Linked DNA regions of Mus musculus: regions 2, 3 and 4 are each linked to region 1. The links are chromatin contacts, called in public Micro-C and promoter capture Hi-C maps. All regions are on one chromosome and are shown on one strand. The core of a region is the stretch at or near the end of the contact, and the rest is flanking DNA. Distances in the headings are between cores, read along the strand shown.

Region 1 (2,936 bases), core at 249-2,748:
CCTTATTTATCCCGGTCTTCCTCCGTCCCTCTTCTCTCTTCACTCCCATCTCTCTTGATTTCCCTCCCTTCCTGCCTGGCCTCTCCCTGCTTCCTCTTTCTTACAAGGCGCTCTGGTTGTGTTTCCACTTCGTCTCCAATTATGTCTAAACGCAACCCACCACAGATGCTGACATTTTAAATGTTTAGTTGTTATAGTTACTTGACTAATTGCCTGGGACACTGGCAGGGCTTCTTCTCTCCTGCAGGCAGGAGAGAAGGGAGTGGGGTGCGGAAGCCCAGCAGATGGGGTTTTGAGCCACTACTCCTGGCCTGGCTGGGACACCTTGCCACGCCCAGGAATGTGCCCCGCAGGGAGGCTCCACCAGTCACTGGCTCCAGCCAAGGCAGGTAGGCGCCCGGCGCGGTACCGCCTGGTCTCAGGATGCCAAGAACTGTGTCTCCTGCCCCGGGACAGGGGAGATGGACAAGGTCTGCCCAGAAAGTACTTCTGCCTGACCTCGCGGTCCGCCCACGCCTGCTATGTCTAAAAGGCCGGTGAAATGAGGAAATGAGGTGGGCGTGGGGGGAGGGAGGACTTTGGGGTACAGGAGAGTTAGAAGCCTCTGCAGGTTACTCACGTGCCAGATAGCGAAAAAGATGAGCGCAGCGCAGAGCACCAGGGACAGCATGTAGCAGAAAGCAGCGAAAGTGAAGGCCATGGCTGAGGACCCCGGATCCCACCACACACAAAGCCGCTCCCTGGAGACCAGTGCCTTCCCAATTAGCAGTCAGAAAGATGTCTAGTCTACACACTCCGGGTAAAAACCCAAACGACTAGAAGCACCCACGACAAGCAGAGACAGAGTTGAGGGTCAGCGAAGCCCGGACGATTCTGGCAGGACTGGAGACCCGGGACTTGGAGCGCCCACAGGCACAGAATGCCTCTGGTAGCAACAGTCCCCCTAGCCGAAGAAGAAACCTAACCAGCAGAGAACACCTGCAGACCAGTGTCAACTAGAAAGGTTCTCGAAACTAACAGGCACCGGGTGCGAGGACTCCACTCTGGACCAGGCGAGGAGGTCCGGTCCTCTGGAAAGAGCTCTCTCTGTTGGTGCCCAAGCAAAGAGGTGGGGTGAGCACGACACCCAGACTTCAACAGCCTCCGGCCAGGTGCCTGGACTCCGAATCCCAAAGCCGCTCTGTCCCCAGAGCACAAGTCTTGAGGTGGGCCAGGTCCCGTTAGCCCTGCGCCCCGGGCTGGGGTCTCCCAGCGCAGCTATGCGCACTGAGATGCATCCGGCCCCGGACCCAACCGCGTCCCCCGGCCGCCGGCTTCGGTAACCCGGTGCCTGGGAAACTGGGTCGGGCCGGGGCGGCGTGGGCTCCAGCCTGGAGGGCCAGCTCCCGGCCAGGCGGCTGCGGCGCGGGTTTCCGGCCAAGAGCGGCTCGCAGCTGAATGGGGCTCCACCTGCTGCTGCTGCTGCTTCTGCTGCTGCCGCGGGCGCCGCGAGGAATGCGGCGCTGGGACCCCTCCCTCGCGGCGCCCCACCCTCGCCGGCTCCAGAGCGCGCCCTCCCCGCGGGCGGAGACTGCAGCGGCAGCGGCGGGGGCCAGGGAGGCGGCGGAGAGAAGATGCGGTGCTCGCCCGCCTCTCGTAGGAAACTTGCGGCCCCGCGCGCGCGGAGGCGGGAGGGGCAGGGACTCTTTGAGCACGTGCGCCCGGAGAGAGTGGGAAGGCGGAAGGCTATGGCGACAACGCGTCGGCCGCCCCTAGGCTTCCAGCCCTTTGGAGCACACCAGAGCAGGGAAGTGAGGGATCGAGGGAGTGGAGGGCTCCTGTTGGTTGGGTCCTGCTTAGGCAGATTTCCCAAACTGTAATCTACTTCTGATCTAGGGTGCCTTTACTGCTCTACCCTGTGCCCCCCATAGGATTCTGAATCAGCGCCCATCCCTCGCATCCTCCACTATCCTGCTCCATCTGACCTTGGGATTATTGGAACCTGGTCAGTGGGGAGTGGGAGGTGGGGGAGGAGGGGATAAGGCAAGGGTGCAGAAAGTGTTTCTGTGTTGCTCTGTGGCATTACTAAGAGCTTACATTACTAAGAGCTTACTGTTGAAAGCAGACTCGCTCCTACCTCCAACTTTCTTAGCCTCCTTAAATAAAACCTGAATAGCAATTGAGTGTCTTCAAACCCAACAGGACCTAGCAGGGAGCAATTGGTACCCAGTCAATCCGTAAATGTAGGGACCTCTGTCACAGAGGTTAAGCATCTTAAAAAATTGTATCATAATTGCTCAATAAAAAAAAAAAAAATCCAACCCTGCAGATAGAACTTGGATTTCAGATGAGTCAGCACAGGAAGCAAGAAGAAATGTCCTGAGAGACGAGTAGCAAGCAAGTCCCCCGGGAATCTGAGGTGCACCTCAGAACATCGGATTATGTACAGAAAAGAATGCTTCGCTCCCATCCTCCCCAACCTCTGGATCTTACAGGCTTTGGCCCCTTTTCTGCCACCTCTCCATGATGGTCCCTGAAACTTAGGGAGAAGGAGTGTGATATGATTGTCCATTTGTGGCTGGCTGAGCACTCCACTGCACTTTGACAGGTCATGTATTTACCTTAACTGCCCTCCACGGCACAAAACAACTTCCCTCATGAGATCTAAGAGCTGCACCAACCTATAGGTATAGAGATACAAAGTTAGAGGACAGTTTGATACTAGTTCCATTTAGCAAAATTGTAGAGAGTGTCCTCTGGACATGAACAATTCCCCAACCATGGATTCTGGGCCAGATATATAGTAGCAGGCATGAGTTTCCTCCTCAAAGACCTTAAACCCAGTCGGGAAGCAGCTGATTGCCCCTTTAACATTCATGCCACTGTTGTGCCCATGGCATATCTTGCCACATTGTCATTACTCAGATTCATTGGGTTCACAGCTGGTTAAGACTGTT
Region 2 (2,758 bases), core at 14-2,513, 340 kb after region 1:
TCCGAAGAGCAGTCGGTGCTCTTAACCTCTGAGCCATCTCACCAGCCCCTTTCTTTCTTTTTCAAGACAGGGTTTCTCTGTGTGACCCTGGCTGTCCTGGAACTTTCTCTGTAGACCAGGCTGGCATCATAGTCAAAGATCTGCCTGCCTCTGGCTCCTACTCAAGGAATGCTGGGAATAAAGGTGTAGCCACCATTGCCCAGCACATTAGAATGTTTCCATCTACACTTTGTTAAGAACAATACGTTTACTGCTTTGCTGAATGGCTGGAGGCAGCGCTCCTGTGGGAACAGTTTAGAGGGCGCTATGAAACAAGCCTGGACTATACACTGCAGAGGAGGACGGCAGGTGTGCAAACGGTGTGCTGGGGAGGGGAAGGAGCTGCAGTACCTGGAAATCCCAGGTTCCCAGAGAGGATTGAGGACACACTATCCAGGAGTTCCACGGAGGCAGGAATGAGTTGAATGTGTTCACTGGAGAGAAACCGGCTCTCCGTTAGAACGGAGAGGGTTTGGGCCATGATGAGCAGCGAAGGAGGCTGGAGATCAGAGGTGAGAGGTGAAAATAGGATCCCTACGCTTCACATGTGTGTAGGATGATAAACCTGGACCCCGCGGCAGGCACTGCTAGGCCCTCACAGTGGTGTGCCTGGTCATCTTGTCTGTGTGGCTGCTGAAGCCTGAGAAGGTTCTAGGCGAGTCTTAGGAGGGCCGCGGGGGTAAAGACAGGGCACTGGGCAGGCTGGCTAATGGAGAGCAGGTTAGCCCCAAGGGTGCCAGGAACTGTGGTTGTCCTACTCCTGCTTGCTGGCTAGGCAGCGCTCTCTCCCTCCTCCCTGTGCTGGCCTCTGCTTGGTGTCCATGCCTCCTGGGCTTCAGATCAGCCAGCCTCACAGGGTGCACTTAACGACAAACTTCAGGTTTGTGTGTTCATTCCACACTTCACTATTTTATTTGTGGTTCTGGGAATGAACTCCAGCGCCTTGCCCACGCGAGACACTCTACCCTCAAGCTTTATCCCCAGATGTTTGCTCACTGACTGGTTCGCTTATAAAATGGTTACAACGAACTGCTAGGAAGGTGAGAGGAAGGCTGTAGCACCAGGCCAGCTTGGGCTCTTGTGTGTAGAGTCCACAGACTGCAGAGTTTAAACTGCCAATACCCTGTTCAGAACAGCAGACTTTGCCAGAATAGGTGAAACACCTTAGCTAGATGCTCAGCTAGCCTTGGCCAACCAGCCAACTCGGGGGTGGGGCCAAGGCCTGGGCGGGGCTAGTGGGGGCGGGGCTAACAGGCAGCTGGTGTCACCAGCTCAGCAGCAGGCAAAGAGGCTCAAGAGGAGTTTGAGAGTGGAGGAACTGCACACCAGCCGCCGCGGGAGTAGGAACCCGAGAGCGACCCTGACAGTAAGCTCCGGGGACAGCAGCGGCACTCCAGCGTGAGAGTTGCGAGGGCTTCGCGTATCTCCCGCAGCTAAATGCGCTTCCCCTTATCCTAAGACCGATCCAGGCGTGCAATAGGCCATGCTTCTTAGTCCTGCATCTGATGCTCCATCCTCTTCCAGGGGCGTCAACCCCTTGCTTGCGCTTCGGAAGCAAGGGGTGGGTGCTGCGCCTGACAGCGATGCTGGCTCCTCAGCCCCCTGGTTTCCCCGCCCGCCCGCCCCCCCATGCATGTTTGTCCCTTGGGTTCCAGGCTTGCTACTTGCCCAGGCACCTGAGCCAATCCAGGTAGCTGAGGGCGCCGTCCAAGTGACTCTTAATTTTAACTTCTCCAGTCTGCACCTCCCGTCATTTAAACTTCCGGCGGCCAGAAGTCTGGATAGCCTTTCTGGCATCTGGTTGGCGGGATCAGGAGGGAGGTGGAGGGATCCGGTATGTATGCATGCGCGTTGACAGTAGGGCTGTGCCTTTGCTGGCATTCTGTGCTGCTGGCAGGATTGTAGAGATGGACATCTGCGACATTTGCTTCTCTGCCTCCGATTTCGGCCTGATCTTTTTTTTAAAGTCGCAGAGCCCCAGAGGCTCACATTGTTTTTACTGTGACAGTGACTTCCTCCCTCAAGTGGAGGCTTTCACTGGCTGTGCGTGGTCTGACTTCACACAAGACTTGAAGCTGAGGGGGCTGGGGGGAAGGGTGGAACAAAAACGTGGGCGTGTTCAGCAAAGACTTTCCATTCCCTAATACCCACACCAGGCGGGCCACGTGAGGGCTTCCTGTGTCCCTAAAGAAGTATGTTCAGTGCAACCGTGCTCAACGACACGGACTGACTGTTCAGACACTGCCCCCCACCCACCCACCCTGGGGATAGCAGGGAATGTGTTCTCATGGGCTCTGGGAGCTTTTGAATGCAGACAACAAACAAAATTCAAGGTCCTGGGTCAGATCCCCAACACCACATAATAAATAAACATATCTTTGTAAAATATAAATTATATTTGTGAGCTGTAGGAAATAGGAGGTCATAAAGAGGGAGCAGGACTGTTGACTAGAGAGGAAGAGGCCACACTTTCACACTCCAGAGGGTCAGGAGGGTCAGGAGTGCGCCTCACTACTCAGTATCCAGCTGCACAAGGCTGAGGAGAACATGCAAAGGCCCTGAGGCAGAGGTGCGCCTGCTGTGGGTGGCTTTTATGTCCTCAGTTGCCCTCTGGAAGAGAGACCAGAGTCAGTGAGGAGGCTCCAAGCTTTCAGCTGCCCCTCCGACCAAGAAAACAAGATTTCCCTAGACCCTCGGGTGCTCCTGGAGTCAGCTGGGT
Region 3 (3,116 bases), core at 425-2,924, 420 kb after region 1:
TTGCCTCCGGAGAGCTGTTCTGGGCACAGGCTCCTGGAACAGCCGCAGCACAGCCTGCACCAGCTCGCTGTTAGGCGGCAGCCGCTGCTCCATTCCGAACACTAGCAGGTGAGTGGAGGTCTCTGACACCAGGAACCTGCCTGCCACCTCTGTGGACAAGGACAGAGTCAGCCGGGCCTCTACAAGTACCAGATAACTTCCAGGGTGGCAAGACCCAAGACCAATGGCCAAGATTCCTTAAAAATCCTCAGGGAGAGTTGTAAGCAGGAAGCCCATGAACAACATGAAAAAGAAGTCTTTCTTTCTACTCAGGAATTATAAAGTTTGCAATGAGGCCCTGAATGCTAACTCTTGCACACTTAGTGGTGACTTTGGAACCCTGTGCAAGAAAGGAGCTGGAGGGGTTCCAGAGCGTGGCAATGCTGGCTTCTTTCTGGAAGGTTTTAGGAGAGGATTGGGGGAGGAATACAGAATCAGGCTGCAGAGACTAGAGAAAAGAAGCCCAGCCCGAGGTGCCTTTCTTAAGAGACAGATGCATTTGTGAGGGGTTCCGTTCAGTGGAACAGGAGTCTGTGAATATCCTTGTCAGGACTGCTGAACCCTGGGGCAAGTGTTCAGGGAGTTGTCACCTTCCTAAATGGCTCCAGCCAGTGTGCTCACTCTCTGGGATAGCAGAGTGGTTGGTTACCTGAGAGGCCAGCCACACCTATCCTCAGCAGACATCTCCCTTGCCTGCCTGTTCAGAACCAGCATCCTTCTATCTCCAGGCCTAGGTACCACAGGACAGTAAGTTTATGGATGTGGCTGTGCCCATGAGGGCTGCTTCCAGCTGGAAAATGCTACACCACCACACAGGCCTTTGCTACTTGACAGCTGGATACCTGTTCTCTCTCTCAATCTCTCTCTCTCTCTCTCTCTCTCTCTCTCTCTCCCAAATTCTGTCACCCAGGGCTGCCTCTACCCAGCCACTGTTCTCTGTCCATGGCAAGACATAGTCAGCCACTCGTCCAGGCAGTGACCCCAGGAAGTTCTACCTGGCCCTGACTGCTCCAGGGGTTCTGTTTTCTTCCACTCTCCTCCCTCTTCTCTGCTCCTTAATTTACCAGCAAGCACAGCCCCGCTTTTCCCATCCTGAGACTCCTTCAGTGCACAGCCAGATCCCCAGTGCCCACCCTCCCAGATCTTCTCCCCTCTAACATCCGCCTCACCCTGTGCCCCCCACCCCCATGACTGACTCTGAGCACCACAAGGCAAGGGTCCATACACACCACAGGTGGAAGGAAGGCATGATCAGCCGGCCTTTCCTAGAGACCAAGGACAACAGGGGAGGGCTCACCTCGAAGGTTCTGGCTGAACCTCTTGCCTCGGGAGCGGCTGGCATGGCTGTGTTGTAGCAGGGCCACATACTGAGTCCTCACGTGCGAGGGGATGACCATCCCTTCCACATCAGCCTTGTCCAGGACTGGCGGTTGATCGAGCTGCAGCTGTTGCAGCAGGCTGCCCAGGATCTGCTCTCCGGTCAGGGCTTCCCTGAGGCTAACCAGCGACAGTGCCCAGAGTGCCCAGCAGAGCCACAGGAATGGCATGGTGCTGTCCGGGAAGAGGAGCCTTGGATGTGTGTGTCCCTGAGGTGTCCTGAAAGGGTCTTGAGTCTGCGGAGGAATGGTACGGTACGGAACAGCTTTATAGCTGGTCCTGGGGTGGGGGGCAGGGAGGAAGAAGAGAGGTCACACCCCTGGGACCTCCTGGGAGCTCAGCATGAAACAAGCCCCTGAGTCCTGAGGAGGGGCTGTCTAGAAAGGACACAAAAGCCTGTCTGGACTGAGAACATCTGGTCACCGCTGTCTGTTAGCCATATACTTCACCATTGACTTAAGGGTGTCTGACCAATTAGGACATTCAGGACAGGGGTGGTAATAGCTCAGTGGTAGAGCAGCACCGGCCCTGCACACGTGAAGCCCTAAATTCAATCCCAGCATGGGATGGAAGGTGGGTCCTGGAGACGACGCGGAGGTCTCACGTTCTCTGCTGGATGCCTGCTCCCAGTGTCTGGAATGTGCACCTGTAGTCTTGTCCATCACTGCTTCTAAACCCTGGAGAGAACCAGATGTCAATCAACACCTGGGCTCTCCAACTGACTTGCTTCCCAGGTGTGCAAAAGACTTTTCTAGGGCTGATAAGAGTGAGGCTTCTCCACTTTGGGGGCTGGGGGACCTTCCTTGGTTGCAAAGCCTGGGACTCGCCAATGAGCAACCTATCCTTTCCCTTTCTTGCTGTAGGAGAATTGAAAATCTACCCCATCCCAATCTCTGAGCCAGAGTACATCGGCTCAGACGAGGGGCAACATAGTTAAGATCGGTGCCCACGAAGGGCTTTCCACAGCTCCAATTATTTTCTGCTAAGTCCTGCCCAGGGGTGTGTGTCTGGGGTGGGGACAGGGTGTGTGGCTGGGTTGGGGACAGGGGCATGTGGCTGGGGTGGGGACAAGGGTGTGTGGCTATACACCAGTAATATGCTAAGCCTTCTCCAAGACACAGCTGGGATACCCGAGTGTGAATTTGTGGCTTTGTGCGCTGGAGAAATAAAATTGAGCAAGCTGCCAGGGGTAGGGCTGCCAAATAAAACCCGTACTGAATCTGGGACTTGGTTACACAATATATCAGTCACTGTTTACCTGGGATTTGCATTACACCAGTATCTAGAGGTTTTATTTGCAGATTCAGACAATCTTAGTCGGGGGATAGATGAAGAAACCATAGTGGATTGTAAGACTCGTCCCTGGTGTGTTCCCTGGCTCTCCAGCAGGGCCACCCTTTGTTATGCAGAAGAGCAGCTGCCTTCCCCATGGCTCCTGCCCAGGTCTGACCCAGGTCAGGCTTGAGATTGGAAAGCAGGCCCCAAACCAGGAGAGGGGGGCCCTGGAATGAAGTCTGCAGCTTCTGACACGATGCGCTGCCTTTCTTGGCTCGAGACCAGTGTAAAGGACCCAGGGGTGGTCAGTGGCCCAATCACGAGGGAAATGAGGGCTAAGTAAGAAAAGAAGCCTGGTGTTTCCTACCACTCTCTGTCTCCAAACAGAGGTTGGGCTGCTGGGGCAAACACTGCAATGGGAACAG
Region 4 (2,810 bases), core at 182-2,681, 450 kb after region 1:
CAAATAGGTACAAAATGGTAAGCTGCTCCACCATGGCCAGGAAAGTGGCTGTCCCCTCAACCCCAGCAATCTCGAACCTCTCTGCCAGGTGAGAGAGAACTGATGGAAAGAGCTGAGCACCCAGAGTCTGGAAGCAGAGCTGCAAAGCCCACTCCCAACCTCACAGCTGTTTACCGGAGTAACAAGTCTCCACGGGGCCCCCTCTAGGGCTCTGAGGTGCATAGCTGGGGTCCTACAGCGTTGGGGACATAAGCCTATACTAGGCACAAACAGTATCCACAGTGCTTCATCTGCTCACCTGTCCCACATTGGCCAGATGTTAGAAGACTTGGGACATTAAGCTTTATTGAATAAAGAAACTACGTAACTCACCAAGTCCCCTAGCAACGCTGTCATTTACAACATCGGTAAGCAGAATTTTCCAGACTTAGAAGCCAACACGGGCTATGCAGTGAAATTCAAAGCAGACTAACAAAAAGAACCTTTTTTTTTAAAGAATTATTTATTTATTATATGTAAGTACACTGTAGCTGTCTTCAGACACTCCAGAAAAGGGCATCAGATTTTGTTAAGGGATGGCTGTGAGCCACCATATGGTTGCTGGATTGAACTCAGGACCTTCGGAAGAACAGTCTGTGCTCTTACCCGCTGAGCCATCTCACCAGCCCAAAAAGAACCTTTCTTATATGCCTACTTTCACCCCAGTAGGATCCGACACTAACTTTGCCTGGGAGCTCCCACCACACAAGGCTGCCTCAGAGAAGGTGCAGGGCTTACAATGATGACTTCCCTAAAGGAGAGTCGGAGCCTGCCAGACTCAGGGCATCTCCGGACACGCTTTTCCTGGGCCTCTTCCTCTTGCCCACTTCCCTCCATCCCTCCTAGCCTACCCTGAGCGCAGACACCGTGGGCAGGTCCATATCCGGGGAGCTGGCTATTATCTTGTGAGCCGACAGGACGCCTACAGAAAACAAAGTTTTTCAACTGTAGATCATGGCCCAATCATGCAGTCCATCAATGGAAGCCAACAGCAGCTCTAGCAGTGCCGGCCTCCGACGCTATGCTCCCAGCAGATGGATGCAAATCTACCATCCATTCACATTCACTCATCGCCCACCCACCCACTCACTCACTCGTTCACTCTGGTGAGAGGGAAGGCTGACCACGCGCTCACCCGCGGCCGTGAAGCCCCGCGCCAGAGCACAGGCCAGCTGGCCTGCGCCGATGAAACCCACGCTCATGGCCGCAGGATCCCGGCGAGCGCCGATCCGGGGACTCTGGGGATCCCGGGGTCAGTGTCCGCGCGTGGAAAAAGATGGACCCGAATTGCTCGGAACAGCTTTCAAACCGGGATGCACCAGATGAACTGCTAGAGAGGCCCCAAGTATCCCAGAGCATCCACCGCCAAATACGCAGCCTCCGGTTGGCCACGTGTCCAAGGCAACCAATCCGAGGCTCGGGTCTGGGGCGGACCAATCGGCATCGCCGTCAGGCCGTGCGCCCGCCTCCTGATCGCGCAGCGGGTGGAACCTGTTAGCTCCGCTGGTGCGGGTCTGCTTGGCCCTGCCTGGGACACTGGTAATTCCTGGTTAGAAGAGTTGGTTTCTAACTCTGGTTCAGGAGTGAGATCTCCAAAACGCCTATTAGAGATGTACCCCTCATGGACACCAGGCTACAGCTAGCCAGCTTCGGCATGCTCCTTCCGAAGTAGAACTAGGTAGAAAAGACGAATTACTAGATCATGATTTGTTGATTTATTTAGTGATTTCCTTAAAGCACTGCTTGCACGGCCTGTTGGCCAAGCATGACTTCTCTTGCTACCCGGAACAGGGCGACCTGGAGAAACAGCTGAGACAGTGAGAAATGACTGCTTGTTTGTCCACCCCACCTTGTGGTTTTAGAGTATACAAAGAGACCCAGCATCGAAGCTTTTCAGGAGCTGTCCCGAATCACCAGTGACATCTCCTCTCTTCCATTAGAATTGTATTGTTTATTCCCAGAAAGATTTCTCGAAACATGTCCAGACGCACCAGAGGGCTCAGGAACAGCCACAAGTTGGGTTTGACTTTTGGAAAGTGTTTCACTATGTAGCCCAGGCTGTTCTTGAACTAGTGACCTTCCTGCCTCATCCTCTTGAGGGATGGGATTATAGGCGTGTAGTACATACATTTCTATAGTATACCAATCATAAGCAGTTTCCCAACGCCACCGAAACGTTATTTTACACAAGATTCTAACGTGTATTTATTCCATTAATGGACGAACCAAACAGTTAAAGTGGAACGATTTTTTTTTTCTGGCCAGAATCTCTTGCTTTGTTGCCCAGGCTAGACTTAAGTTCCTGAACTCAATGGACCTTCCTACCAGTCTTCCTAGAATTGGAAACTACATACATACTATCTGCTTTCTTGTATTCTGCTACAGTGAGGTAGATGAATAGCTACCTTCCCACCCAGCCATTTGGGACACACCCTCCAGGAGTGCCCCACCCTGACCCTACCGTCCAGCCCTTCCCTTCCGGACCTCCCAGCCAATAGGAAAACCAGTTCAGCCTCCTCCCTCCCCTCTCCCCGGGTTCTCCGCCCCCAGCATCATTTTTATCAGTGCCTCAGGGCCTTCACCCTTGTCTTATCCTTAAGTAACACGCCTGCCCCTTCTGAGAATTAGGAAGAACCAGACAATGGGACAGAGTACTGAGGTGTCCCAGGCTAGGCAGATGGCCAATCTGCAGCAGCCAACCCTCCCTTAGCTCCCTGTATTACACAGGAATCCATGTCTATTACCCAAAAATTAGGTTCAGTAGAAAGCTA

Evidence for each region. Promoter capture Hi-C pulls out the DNA fragments that hold promoters and counts their contacts. Hi-C and Micro-C count contacts between places; a contact is called where the count stands out from the background.
Region 2: a contact with region 1 is called in a Micro-C map of embryonic stem cells, with 1.5 times the contacts expected there. The contact joins the promoter of Ephx1 here to the promoter of Cnih3 in region 1. A contact is called at or near these places in 1 of 484 Hi-C or Micro-C datasets (embryonic stem cells), 2 of 115 datasets of contacts at active chromatin or transcription factors (embryonic stem cells and pancreatic cancer cells) and 2 of 9 other capture datasets (adipose tissue and embryonic stem cells).
Region 3: a promoter capture Hi-C map of embryonic stem cells shows a contact between it and region 1. The contact joins the promoter of Lefty1 here to the promoter of Cnih3 in region 1. A contact is called at or near these places in 3 of 39 promoter capture datasets (the HPC-7 cell line, embryonic stem cells and hematopoietic stem and progenitor cells) and 1 of 115 datasets of contacts at active chromatin or transcription factors (pancreatic cancer cells).
Region 4: a Micro-C map of embryonic stem cells shows a contact between it and region 1, with 4 times the contacts expected there. The contact joins the promoter of Pycr2 here to the promoter of Cnih3 in region 1. A contact is called at or near these places in 2 of 484 Hi-C or Micro-C datasets (both in embryonic stem cells) and 2 of 115 datasets of contacts at active chromatin or transcription factors (large pre-B cells and pancreatic cancer cells).

What each region holds. Positions count from the first base shown.
Region 1 is chr1:181,351,190-181,354,125 of GRCm38.p6, reverse strand. Cnih3 (cornichon family AMPA receptor auxiliary protein 3) reads right to left here and starts at 1,498. Exons shown (of 6, transcript NM_001160211.1): 1 at 620-1,498. The coding sequence starts at 700.
Region 2 is chr1:181,016,074-181,018,831 of GRCm38.p6, reverse strand. Ephx1 (epoxide hydrolase 1, microsomal) reads left to right here and starts at 1,263. Exons shown (of 9, transcript NM_010145.3): 1 at 1,263-1,405.
Region 3 is chr1:180,933,580-180,936,695 of GRCm38.p6, reverse strand. Lefty1 (left right determination factor 1) reads right to left here and starts at 1,674. Exons shown (of 4, transcript NM_010094.4): 1 at 1,337-1,674; 2 at 1-149. The coding sequence starts at 1,586. It overlaps Gm39715 (a long non-coding RNA gene), which reads left to right. Exons shown (of 3, transcript XR_865785.2): 1 at 1-108.
Region 4 is chr1:180,902,895-180,905,704 of GRCm38.p6, reverse strand. It overlaps Pycr2 (pyrroline-5-carboxylate reductase family, member 2), which reads right to left and starts at 1,431. Exons shown (of 7, transcript NM_133705.2): 1 at 1,175-1,431; 2 at 891-961. The coding sequence starts at 1,241.